Linked DNA regions of Zea mays: region 2 is linked to region 1. The links are chromatin contacts, called in public Hi-C maps. All regions are on one chromosome and are shown on one strand. Each heading gives the region's core, a stretch centred on a gene start, on an enhancer-like site or on the middle of the called end of the contact. The rest is flanking DNA. Distances are from core to core; before and after follow the strand shown.

Region 1 (6,955 bases), core at 865-3,364:
AATATCCTAAAATATCCATATACGCATCCGCATAATATCCGCTCTGATCTGAATCCAACGATAAAAATAGGATTAGGATATGGAAAAGGCGATATACGATCCGATCCGTTTGCACCCCTACCCTAAATGATACTTAGTGTCATTCAACACCTAGTGAGCGAAAAAGGATGAGTGCAATTTCGTATGTCCTTGTAATCATATCCATCATGTATGCCATGCTACGTACAAGTCTAGGCATTTCTTATGCTCCAAGCATTACAAATAGGTACCAATTTAACCTAGGTGAGGCTCATCGGGTGGCTATGGAGAATATCTTAAAGTACTTGTAAAGAACTAAGGATATGTTTGTGGTTTATGGAGGTGAGGAAGAGTTCATTATAAATGGTTATATGATGCTAGCTTACAAACCGATAGAGATGATAGTCAATCTGAATCTAGATTCATGTTCTGCCTAAATGGAGGAGCAATAAGTTGGAAAAGTTCTAGACAAGAGATATTGGCTCGTTCTACGATAGAGGTCATGTATATTACATCGTCAGATGCTACTAAGGAGACTATTTGGATTAGAAAGTTTGTTTCTGAGTTGTATGTGGTTCCAAGTGTGCCAAATCCTTTATATCTTTGTTGTGATAATAATGGCGCCACTACACAGACTGAGAAACCTAGATCGCACCAAAATCCAAATACATACCATATTCATGAGATCATTAATAGAGGTTGTGTGAATATTTGTAAACTGTACACAAATTTGAATGTTGCTGATCCGTTGTCGAAGTCTCTTCTACAACCAAAACATAAGGCACACGTGAGCGCAATCGATATCAGATACCTGCATGATTCATTTTAGTGTAAGTGGAAGTTAATTGTATAAATGGCTTATATTTATAAGTGTTGAATGAAGTGTTACTCAATCCCTCAAATTATTATTATTACGTCGGCTCTCGATTGCATGACTTGTTCGTTAAATGTATGGTTTATAATGTTTATAATTTTATTCAAAATATGTGTGTCTTATGTCATTATACGAGACAATAATAATTTTATAGATTAGAACATATATTGATTTATGGACATGCATGTTTCATGGATCATTGATATAGAAATATTAAATTAATAATATGGATATATGATAAAATTTATGGTGTCAGATTTTTTCTGTGTTTACTGGACCGACTCAATCTTTTTAGACCCACAACAAGCAAGGTTCACACAAGAAAATAAAACCGTGGACTTGAGAATCTTGATCCAGTTTTTTAACCGTGGCTAGCGGGTCGAACCTAAACGGGACCATCCTGGCCGTCAGCAGGCCCATTTGGCCATCTCTAGATGGGCGAGCCGTTGCCGTTCCGTGTACAGTAAAGTACCACGTGAGGCTGTGTAATAAAGAGGACAGGTGGGGCTGCAGCTGCCCTGCCAGTGCCAGATCAGCTGGAGAAGAAGAGGACGGCTGAAAGACGAAACTGAAATTTATACAAATTATTATTACAACAAAACTGTTTTAAAATCGTAAGACGTTTTAGTGTTTTTTTCTCTAGGTTTATTTATTATGCGCTATATATTATTAATGTCATATAATTTGGTTGGTTGGGACTTGGGACGGCCGGACGGGAAAGTAATAAAGTACTGCATACTGAAGAGATGAGGAGGAGTACAGCAGCGAATGAATTCGATTATCTGAACTTGTTATTACTATGATTATTGCGTCGCGGTGACAGATGATGCATGGGGTGGGTACGGTAGCAAAACAGGAACACGACTGAATTCAAGCAACTACATACAGCACAAGTCGGCATCAGGCATATGAACAGACACAGATACAGAGACATGGATCGTCGTCGGCAAGGATGACTAGCTAGGTGTTCTTGGTGATGGCGTAGATGGCGTAGATGATGCCGGGGATGTAGCCGAGGAAGGTGAGGAGGAGGCAGATCCAGAACTCGTGGCCGCACCCGTACTTGAGGAACACCCCCAGCGGAGGCAGGATGATGGCGATCAGGATGTCCACGCAGTTGGCAGTCCCCTCCGACATGCTGCCGATGCTTCTTCTTCCTCCTCTTCTTCTTCTCTGCCTTGGCTTGGCTTGGATGGATCGGATTCCTTCTCTCCTTTCGCTTTGCCTCTTCCCTGGCTTCACTTTCACTTTATAGGCAGGCAGACCTTGGACGAGAGGGAGGGCGATGGGATGGCGACAGCTACATACCAGTCGAGCGATCTACTAGCTAGTCCGGTGGCACGCAAACGCAACACGTCTCGTCGCCGCGTACGTGGACGGTGGATGCATGCATCCATCAATCGATCGGCCGGCGGTCGACGGACCAAGCGTGGGCGGCGGCTGCGCGGGTGTCCGGGGAGGTGTGGACCCCACACGGCCTTCCTGCCCGCTTCCTTCGCTGCTAAGCAGCAGCATCCAATTCTTTCTTTCACGCTGCGCGGACGGCGGCCAGACCGCGTGCGGTGCGGCCGCCTGCTGCTGCTGCTGTGCTTGTTACCCCATACTGACAGCTAGCCAGTCTTCTTCTCTCTCGCCAGTCGCGTGCAACGCGTGTGGGCCTATAACTAGTTAACTCGGGCCCAACGACAAGTCGTCTTTATACGGCCGCATGGACGAGTTTCATAGGCCGAATTTACGGCGACATCTATCTGCTGCTGAACGGCCCAGTTATGTTAGGGCCCCTTTTCTCCTGAGTCCCAAATATTAAATCCAGGTAGCTATACGATTTGATTTTCCTGTTAGTTTAAGCACTTACCTGTGTGAAGGGTCACATGACTGGCAAAAACAAAAGACAACATATCTGGTGCACATAGAACATTGGTGCACATGGTGCACATATTAAATCATCACCACTCATTTTAAATCTAATGTCTCTAGTTGTTTGGTACATTTTATTAAGGACACCCTCCAACGTGGTGTTGTATAGTGGTGGAAGGTGTTATTTGTAAATTGAATAATCAACTAGAGACGTTAGATCTAAAATGAGTGTTAATGATTTAATATGTGCACCATGTGCACCAGTCTTCTAGGTGCACCAGATACGTCCTCAAAACAAAATTGATTGAGACGCAGGGTTCAATCTATTTTTTAGGTTTGAGCAATATTACGCATTGTTTAATATTTTTAGAATTGTGTAAAGTAAAAATATATTAAATATTTTTTAATTAAAGAGTACTAATGCAAATATATCTACATTTTAATTGTAAAATAATGCTGTGCAAAAAATATATTATCGAATGTTCAAAAAGAATATATATTTTGTAGGTAATTAAAAGGTAAGGTCTGTGCAACATTGCTCGAAATTTAGACCAGACAATCTGATATATGCACTTTTTTATTTTTCACTAGGAGTACAATGTTCATTTTACCCCTCACTTAAAACCATTAAGTGTCTAAACTAACATAAAGGCCATAAATAACTGAATTTAGTTCCAGACCTCATAGGTTAGATCAAATAAAAAATAACCATTACAGGAAGCAAGATATATTTTTTTTGGGGGGGGGGGGGGATTCATGCGTGTGTGTATGTTGCATTCAACATTTTCTGTAAGATCACTGTGCAAAAAATACATTCAACATTTACGGTGTGTATGTTGCATCAATGTTGGTTCCATCTCATACTTTTATCACAAAAAGGATTCAAAACATGTTTGAACATCGATTCAAATGTTTTAAAGGTTTTTCATATGTTAATTTATGTGTCGGTCCTATTATTTATTTATATATGTAGTGTGAAAGAGGGCCACACCTAAAAGGTTCATGCAGTCCTTTGACTAAGCCAGATAAGATCAATCTAACATCTTTAGCATCCTAACTCATAGCAAGAACGTAACCTACAAAACAAAATCTCTTTTACCTGTTTGTTGCTTTTCTACATAGTATTCTCATATCTAAAAGTATAGTAGTTAGACTTTCAATTCCGTTGAATCTCTAGGGGATAGAGAGTGTTGCAGAAAAGGGAAATCGGTGCCCCATGATAAAGAGTAGAGTGTCCGCCCGTGTATTTTTGCTCTTGGATGCCTATGTTTTTCAAGATAGATTATATGGGTTGCCGAGAGAAGTTTTTTTTGTCATGCCAAAATAATTAATCAAAATTCTTTACCAAACTGTTGAAGATGATCTAACCAATGAAAGTAAAGAAAGTAGAAAAGGTAAATGGGTGATGATAATGCTGTCACCATCAAAAGTTTTAAATAGTAGCAAGTCACGCAAATTGATCATATATAGGGTTGATTGTATATTCGCGTGAATGGTCCGGCGATTTCTTTCCTTCGCCCTTGCGGGTGCGCAACTTTCTTTTGCTGCTCTATATTTTTGCAATGCATGAAAAAATTGTGTTGGCCTATTCTGCTAATTAATTATTCTTGCATTAATTATGATTGATCTGATTGATTGCTGGTCAATCATGTCAGTGTTGTGATCACGTGGCGAATTACTTACCTTAGCCGTGTCGCGTGCATATAATGGGGACGAGACATCGTCCCTAGCGTAGAGTTTTTCATCTCCCAATTCCATTTCCTGCGCTGCCCACGTCTTCCCCATCCCATCGCCGACATGCCATCGGGGTTAGCAGAGCAGAATCTCCGAAGTTTACGTTCCCTCTTGTCCCTGCACAGGGCAGGGGCCATATCAAGTTTTTGGGCACCGTCGATGTAACACCCCTGGTGTTACTGTAACTAAAACTTGAGCATAACATCATAAGCATTGGCATTGCATATGTTTGACACACCTAGAGTGCATTCACTAGGTAAAAATTTCAATCAAGTTGTATTGTTTTAGTGTTTTGCAAATAGAACCCTGGATAGGGAACTTAACCCTAAATAGGGATTAAAGGGGTAAAACATAACCCAAATTGAGAAAACCTAAAAGCTTTAGGGGAATAGTAATAAAATGTTCCCAAGAACAAACTTGAATCACATTTATACCCCTGGGATACCAAAAACCCTAATTGGAACCCTGGAAAACCCTAAATCCAAACCCTAGGGGCCTATCTGCAAAAATTATGCACATTTGGACTAAAGTGTCAAAAGTACTATGTTTAAGCATATAAAGTCACATGGTTCACATTTGGGAAGATTTACAAGCCAAACCCTAAGTTTTGGATTCATTTGCAAAAAGGACCCCAATTGAGATTTCACTCTAAGTCTGAATTTCAGATTGGTGGGCTCAACTTTGGGGCTTTGTAACTTTCAAAGTATAGGGTCTTTATCCTATGTCACCACATCAAAGTTGTAGACCAATCATAGGAGAACAACTTTGCTTAGGAGTGTGAGCTCAGTTGTTGAGAAAAATCTAGAGATAATTAAGCCCAAAGTTGGACTGTCAGACTACTTAAAGCCTAAAATCAGACTCACAGTGGACTGACATCAACTTCAAGCCCAATTTCAAGCATGATCCATTGCCTTTTTGTGGTAACACCATATAGCAATGTTGTAGGTGGTTTATTGCTCTACAATTTTGCTACAATGTGTTGATCATGTTGCCATATGAATTTGGGAGGAAATCAAGCTCAAAAACGGTCTGTCAGACTGACTGAACCCCATTCACGATGGTACAATACCCTAAATCAGATCAGACCGCCAGCGCAGCCGCTTCATCACCGACGACCGCTCCTCGCCGTGATTCGCGCCACCGCCGTGGGATTTGCGTCGCCGATGACCCGATAAGGCCGCCAGGTAAAAGCCATGCCCTGGGGATAACTCCGGTGACTCACCGCCGTATTTCCCCCTGCTTTGCGGCTGGAGCAGATAGGCTCACCGGTGAACCGCCGCCTTTTGCCCTTGTGCCACGTATCCGAACACCGCTGTCGCGTCGCTGTGACTCTTTACAGCCGTCAAATCGTCGCCGGTGAGCTCGCCACGACTGAGGACACGAACTCACTGCGCCATGATCCTTCCCAGTTTCCGGCCGCCAGCTCTGCCCGACCAAATTGAGCGCCACCGTCGATGCCCTCTATAAATTGATGGCCGGGGCAGCTGCGCTATGTCATCGTGAAGCCTTAGCACCCGCTCCCACCCTTAATCGTTCACCCGAGCTCTGGAATTTCAAACTTCCCCCAAACTGGTCTCCGCCACCGCGAAGAACAGCTCAACCGCGACCAGCCCAACTCAGGTTAGTTCCAGTCCCTCTTCTGCTTGTTCTAGCATCCTTAGGTACCCCCGCAAACCCCTCGACCCCTTTAATTGAACTGGACCGCCAGGGATCACCGGGAACGCACTCATCTGTCCGCCACCCCCTCGGTTCACGTGGACAGAGCTTGGTAGATCACCAACCATGCAATTAACTTAGGGGAAATGCTCGGAGTAGGTCTGATTTGGTGTCCGCCGCTCGGGAATGCCAGTACTTGCCCCAAACGGCCGGCCTACGAGCTCACCGGAGCTCGGCCGCGTTCGCCACCGTCGGGGACCTCCCCCTGCGAAGAAATAGAACGTGGAGGGTTTTTGCGCAAACTGTAAGTGACACAGATAAATAGTAACTAAACCCGTTTCCAATTAGCCAGAACTCCGAGGATCCTTCTGCAAAATCGCCAGCGCGGACGCGCGCATGGGCGCACTTCTGCCCTAACTGGGCCGACGCAGGCCTGTTTGAGCCCAATACTGTTTAGAGTTTTCCATTTTCTTTTTTAGTGGAACTTTAGAAATATGTAGAAAATTATAGAAAATTCATAAAATTGTCAAACTAATTTTCCTAGGCTTCTTATTTTCCATAGAATTTAATAAAAATAGTTTCATGGTTTTTAGATTAAATAAGGAATTTTAAGGTAGTTAAAGTAGCTTAAAACATTAGTTCTGGATTTTTAGAAAATAGATAATAAGTCCAAAAATGCCCAAACTTTTTATATGAGCTCTACACATTGTTTAGAAGCCTTGGGTAGAGTTTGGTTTGAATTGGACTTTGTTTGATAACTAGAACCCAAAACCCCACCCCTGCCCTTTGAACTCCTTTACTGACTCCGAAAACCCT
Region 2 (7,298 bases), core at 4,106-6,605, 270 kb after region 1:
ATCGCGCCGAAGCTTCCCTGCGCACAGCTTCGGCTACACTCGACCTTCGTCTGGTTCAGGCTTCGTCCTGGCCGTGCTCCATATTCATAATTCTGGATCCGAAAATACCTGTTCACATAATCCACTCGGAAAACATTGTCAAATCATGTTTTTGAGGACCTTCGGAGGACGAAGGCCCCCAACAGTAGGGTACGTAAAACCCTAAAGTAATTTATTTCAAAAAAAAACTCTGCTCATCTAGAGCATTGGCTACACTGGAAGCACTTGGATATAATATTTTTAAAATTTCAGGTAATTTTATATGTAATTAATTTGAGGACGTACTACAAGCCATTTTTTCCCTTCGCAGAGAAAAAAAAAGTTGAATCAGAAAGCGATGGTGTTTGGATTGAGAAATTAGGTTAACCCTGACAACAGACAAGTAGTGAACACGAAGATCTTCGTTCAGCAACCCTGGAGGCTCTATGACCCATTATGATTATTCTGCTGTATATGTATGTGCTGTATCGACGAATATCATTGTTTGGTGGGCGTTCGTGATCGAAACGGGTGACATTTCTTAATTATTAGCTAGACAGCTCTTGGTCGATCTCCGCCCGCGATCGTATATACATGTATAAAACCAACTTTTGATTACTGCAAGTGTATGCGTTCGTAGGTATTTATTTTTAAATTTCCACTTGTTTGTGGTGAAGCAAATCAAAATGTATTGCATGCCCAATGATAATATGAATTCTCCCACGTCTATTTTTAACAGTACGAGCTAGTTAATTTGGAAACTCCATTTTCTCACGTTCCTATTTTTCCAAGGAAAAATAGAAATCTCTTATAAAATGAGATTTTCAAACTAGCCCTATATATATACTAGGTGAGTACCCGTGCGTTGCAACGGGAACATATAATAACATAATAACTTATATACAAAATGTGTCTTATATTATTATAAAAAAATATTTCATAATCTATTTGTAATCCTAGCCATACATAAACATTACAACCATCAGTATCATGCAGACTTTGATATATACCACGATTTGCATGGTCTCATCATTGAAGAGCACGTGTCACACCTGCCGATAGAAGTTCCCTCGTACATTGTCAGTCATTAGGTACGCACCACCATACACGCTTGCTTAAACAAAAAAGCAAGTGTATGTGTTTGCGAAGAGAATTAAAGGAAGGCCGGCACAAAATCTACCCCGACGATGGCGAGTAATCATTACTGTCGGTCCTCCTCTGCGTAACCTCTGGTGCCAAGATGACGCCATAGTCCTTGATATAGTAGTCGTCAAACGCGCACGACATGGCGAGTACCGATGACTCTTGGCTGGGCTGCCAAACGAAGTGCACCCCAGGCTCATCAGCGAGGTAATACACCTAGCCGTTGCACCACCGGATGTGTTACTCCTCTACATAAATCTTGTTGGAGGACACTCACACAACTTCAGCAACGGCCGTCGTCCCAGCGCACAAGAATTCAGGGCCGATCAGTAGTGACTTACGTGGGAGGTTGAGCTTCAGGTGGATGATGAGCTAGACGGTGTGACGGCGCCGTTGTCGGATGCGGTGCCCATAACAACCCGATAGTCGCAGGCGTTGGCGACGACCATGAGGTCCCCCTATTTGAAGATGGACAGCGCGGTGCAGCCGCTCTGGACCGCGTCCAAGCGGTGGCTGCGCTGGAGCTTGCCGAACACAGCGACGCATGTGGCCACGTAGTACTGCTTCCAGAGGTCGAACTGGCAGTCGCCAAGCTTCTTCTCGTCGTCGATGAGCGACGCCAACGCGAGCGCCTCCTGCCAGTGGTGTTTGTTCGGGGTTTACAAGTAAGAAACATGGATTCATCTTTGGCGTTGGTTTATGAAAATAACTCACAAGTTAGATATGGAAAAAATATTACGGAGAATAAATGTCACACATATAAAAAAAATTAAGTTGAAAACATTATTCAAACAAAAGAAATTGCATGCAAGGCTCTTCTTTAATTACTACTCCCTCCATCCAAAAATATAATTCAGGAATCTCGTTGATAATTATCTATGCAAAGGTAGCAGGTGGGCTTTGGGAGAGATGTAGTAGATATTTTTACTGTAACAAATATTGACATAAACACACATTGCATGTGGTGTAGTGGTAGCTACAAGCACATTTGCTTGAGAGGTTGCAGGTTTGAATCCCATTAGGACCACATTTATGTTTTTTTAATTTAATTTTAGCTAGGCGTGAGACGCACGTGGGAATGGGATTTGCGGGGAGGGGGGAATGAGAAAGACAGTGTGGGGAGGAAGTAATGGGAATGACAGAATACTGGCAGAGAAAGACAGTGCGGGAGAGGGGAATGAGAATGACAGCCTACCCCTTACCGCCTTAATAAGCAGTAGAGATTTTACTCGTCAATGCCCGATACTTTGAAGACATTTCACAAATAATCCACTGGTGGGTCTAAGCTCATGTTGTTGTCTACATTGTCATCTTCTATTTCATGGAGAAGCCTAGACGTGGACCTTTATTTATGTTTTTTAATTTAATTTTAGCTAGACTTGGGATGCACGTGGAAATAGGAATGAGATTTGCGGGGAGGGGGAATGAGAAAGACAATGTGGGGAGGAGGTAATGGGAATGACAGAATACTGGTAGAGAAAGATAGTGCGGGAAGAGGGGAATGGGAATGGCAGCCTACCCCTTACCGCCTTAATAAGTAGTAGAGATTTTACTCGTCAATGCCCGATACTTTGAAAACATTTCACAAATAATCCACTGGTGGGTCTAAGACTGTCTCCAGCAACGTCCTCTATATACATCCTCTATATCCGGCCTTTACAGTCTTCTTTAAAAGATTTCATCTCCTATATCTACTTTCTCTCCAACAATGTCCTCTAAATCACGTCCTTTATATGTAAATACATATATTAAAGACATTTTTAATTTTTTAATTTTTGTACATACGTATTTGTCATACTCTCAAATATATTGTATATATTTTAGTTTTATTAAACCGGTTGTTTAAAGTATTCAAATAGATAGAGAACCGTTTAGAGAAACTCTACATATAGAGGATCCAACAGCGTTCTCTAAATTTAGAAGACCGTTTAGAGAACGTTGCTGGAGAGAGTAGAGGACGTCCTCATCCTCTAAATTTAGGGTACAGGACCCTTTAGAGCTCCTTGTTGGAGCTAGTCCGCTCATGTTGTTGTCTACATTGTCATCTTCTATTTCATGGAGAAGCCTAGACGTGGACCTTTATTTTATTAACTCCATGTCTCTAGATCTACCATCATCAATGTGCTTGGTCTCATATTTTGCTAGAGACTGATATTCCTTTTTAACAATGTGCAAAATCACCAGGAGAGCGCAGCAGTCAATATTTCCGGCATGTCACTGTTGCAGTATAGTTACTTGACATTGCGTGTAATTTATGATGATTCTATCTTGACATCGAAATGATCATTTTTTCCTACTCCTTTACACCTGTCAGCAATGCGCCGATGAACTACTACTCTTGAACAAAATCCCTTTCCATGACACGTTGAAAACTGTTAGCGCGAGTTGAGACGTGGCTGCCACGGTCAAGGTCGTGATATATTTGCGAAGATATGTATCTTTATAGTTCGGATTTATGATGAGTGATTATCAACAAGAGCACCGTTTTAGTCTGCGTTGTTGTAGTGAGCACCGCCAGGCGATCCGACGCGGACCGCCGCCACTGTTCACCTCGCAGAGCGGAACCTAGGATATTGCTCATCACGAGAAGATTCTAGGGTTCGTTGTTGTTTGGTCCCAAATAGGTGGTGGTCATCATAGAGGTGACCCAGTGCTCTAAAGATCTTCAACTTTATTCGACCCTACATCATATAAAGGTATCAAGTACTGTCAGACAGTTCATTATAGTGTTTGGTGACCACATCGGCACCAACCGTATCCTTATAGTTTGGATTTGTGACGAGTGATTACCAACAAGAGCATCATTTTAGGTTGAGATGTATGGACTAACCGAGGTGTGAGTGTACGTATAACAAGTGTCTTGACTCGTGGTGTGTAGATGTGGAGTCCCGAGGCGGTGAGTGATAGTGAAGGTGAAGATCATACATGTTCGTGCTAATAGACCAAAAAGCGTTGAAGGAAGCGCTGAGCCTTGACTGAAGGATTCGAAAAGCTAGATGACTAGTCGTGGTGGCTGACACCTGGAACACTAACAAGCGCAAAAACATGGCGGAACGGATCGTGTTGCCGACACGATTGAAGATCGACGAGACACGTGCTCAAGATGCGGGAGATGCCTATGAAGTACGCTGTCTATGGAGGTTTGGTGGTTGAGCCTTAACTATCCAGCAAAAGTTTCGCACGCTTGACACCGAGTTTGGGCCTGAAAACTTGACAGCACGTTCTGGAGAGAACCAAAGACGGCACATGATATCATCACGGAGAATATGTCAAGGCAGAGTAACTTCAAGAAGAGAGTATGGATGTCAGCTCAATATCTTAAGAGTTGGTTCATTTTGTCCCCGACTGAGTGGATAAACTCTATGTATCTATGTATAGTTTAGAGAAGACAAAATTCTTTATAAATAGGGGGGTTGCACAACCAGCTATCTCTCGGACTATATCTATAGTCTTCTACATATGGTTTCGCTCTGTAATTTATCTTGTTAGGCGATCCTTATTTGCTTTTGGACTTATTGCATCTATGATTTTATGAATCAAGAAGTGTGGGTCGTGACTTCTATGGTAAATCCCTACACAAAATGGTTTGCTTGAAGTTCTTCCTTTAAGTTTTCTTCCTGAGCTCTTCGTTTCGATTTTTTGTGGGATTCAATAAATATGAGTTCTTGGGGTCATTTGGAAGGGATGGAAATATGCTATGACCTCATAGGATTACTGTCACCAAATGGTATGCACTGGACCACCTAGAGCACGATTTTCCAATCTCTTGTGTCATTTTGAGAAAACTCTCGTTCGAATTCATATTTTTCGATCTAACTTTGAAGTTCAAATCTTTTTTGAGCTTAAACTTTGTGGATGCCTTCGAAACTAGCTTGTTAAGGTGTGTGGAAAATTTCAGCTTAATCCAAGTTTGTTTGGATTGATTTTGCATTTTAGAATTTAGATTTGGGGCCAAAACACCCATGTCGGCTCAATTGGGATCAAAAGTCGATGGACCAAAACACCATGTCACCCTGACTGTGAGCCCATTTCTCCGATATGAACATCTCACGAGCCCATCACCATTCATAGCCCAAACTAAAACGCGACAAGATTAGTCGTCGTGTTCGAAACAAGATGCGGACGTTAGGCCAAAGGCGACAGACCTGCCAGGATAAGGTCGTCGCGCACGTGGACCATGCCCTGATGGAACAAGACGACCAGTAAAGTAAACAAGCACTAGCTACTGCGGTCGCGGGGTATAGGTAGTTGTCCTGGTGCCGCACGTGAACACTCGCCGAACCTGCGGCCGGCGTCGCACCATGACGCCTGCGGATCAAAAGCTGCATAAATGAGGGCCACCTGCCCACGCGGATCGCAGGAATCAGCAGGAAGAGCCGAGAATCTTGAGGCTCTTCGTGCGTGGCACCACATTGGCAGTGGCACATAGTCGCCCCGTATTGTTTGGAGATTCTTTTTTAACGTAACGACTACTGAGGACACGTACAAACTAAAGCTCCTTCCTCGATTTTTCAAGTAGAAAAGACGGTTAAGACACTGCACCATACAACCCACCCTAAGCTTGTAGAACATTAATACAGTTAAAAGACAATATGTATAAAAAGTCGTGAAGAGACAGGCTCTCTTGAATTTTTTACACTTAACTCAATAGAGACTCCTCAAAATACCCCTCAATTAATGGGGTTGTACATGCACTAAGGCTGTCAACTGATAGTGTAAAATAAAAGATTTACACTATAGTTTAAAATAAGGAATAAGATAGGGGATTGGTGAGCACCATTTGTGGCACTAGGCACGGTCGGACGTTCCACCCTTAGGCGCGGACAGTCTGCCCTGCGGACGGTCCACCCTTAAGCGCGGACAGTCCATGATTAGATCATATATTCATATCAGGCGGATTAACTCCTACCTCCACATATGATTATCCCTCTAAACTCGTGGGAGTTGTTGGAGGACACCTAAAAATGAAGGCCCTGCCAAGGACGGTCCGGCCCCTAAGGATGGACGGTCTGACATTCCCACAGTCAGTCCGACTCCTAAGGCCAGACAGTCCGACAGCTACCAGAGAGGGCAACAGAGTGGGTCCACTATTATGAACGGTCCGATCGGACAGTCCGAAAATGCACAGACAACCTCAAACTCTTTTGAAGTAAGCACAATAGAGGAGTTTAGAGATCTCGACAAATTAGGATAGGGGTTTACATCGATCTCCTTTGGAGGAGATTGACATAGGAAATGGTAAAACTCTAAGGCCGACTTTTGTGAACAAGATCTTGGAAGCCGATCCTAGGAATGAAATGATCGGCTTATTAAAAGAATATTCTGATTGCTTTGCTTGGAGCCACATTGAGATGTTAGGATTAAGCCAAGAGCTAGTGGAGCATCGGTTACGTATTAAGCCTAGTTTCAAGCCCTTCAAGAAATGACCAAGGTCATTTCGTACGGACTTACTAAAAGGGAAATGGCCTCAAACATTTCCTATAATCGATTTTGGTATTTGACCACCATCACAAACCTTATGGACTAACTAGTTTTTCTAGTTGATCATTTTTCAGGTGCATAAGTTCATCTACAACTATTCTAAGTCGACTGTTCGGAATACCATATATTATTCCGGACAGGAGAAGTTTTTTTGGAAAAAACACCTATGCGCGGACGGGTCCGGCCCCTTGCGGCGAACCGTCCGCGACACTAGGGTGAGCCTCGGATATGAACTCTGCAAAAACATACATTAACACTATGGACCGTCCGAAGGAGAAGCGAGCACCGTCCGGGACCAGGCGCGGATCGTCCGGACGTTGTAAAACCAGAAAAACCCGAAGGTGACGGGTTCGGTAAAATTCATTTTTAGCGTCCTCGCGGACCGTCCGTGACTACTTTGTCTGACAATCTAACGACGCATTTAATGCACTTATAGCCATTGATATAGTCGTTACTGCTGACCGTTGCGATTTCAGCCGTCCGCGTTCAGCAGAAAAGGAGCAACGACTAGGAAGTGGTTACTAGCTATAAATACAACCCCAACCACCTCCATTCAAATCATCCAAGCCTCTCATTCACTCTCATTCAATACAAGAGCATTCATTTCAACCAAAGACACATTCAAGCTTCCAAATCTCTCCAAGTTCCATAATTGT

What was found. A called contact is a pair of places that touch in the nucleus more often than the background predicts.
Region 2: a contact with region 1 is called in a Hi-C map of leaf, with 6 times the contacts expected there. The contact joins the enhancer-like site here to the promoter of LOC100135422 in region 1. A contact is called at or near these places in 3 of 25 Hi-C or Micro-C datasets (bundle sheath, leaf and tassel).

The regions. Positions count from the first base shown.
Region 1 is chr10:89,063,523-89,070,477 of Zm-B73-REFERENCE-NAM-5.0, forward strand. It overlaps LOC100135422, which reads right to left and starts at 2,115. Exons shown (of 1, transcript NM_001114162.2): 1 at 1,673-2,115. The coding sequence starts at 2,029. The coding sequence ends at 1,853.
Region 2 is chr10:89,328,561-89,335,858 of Zm-B73-REFERENCE-NAM-5.0, forward strand. No RefSeq gene overlaps it. Among protein-coding and RNA genes, the nearest start is that of LOC103641360, 120 kb to the left of the region's middle. Within about 2 kb of position 5,356, at least 17 of the 20 cell types and tissues checked have an H3K27ac peak or open chromatin away from gene starts, as enhancers often do. A contact at or near this core is called in bundle sheath, leaf and tassel, where this site is marked.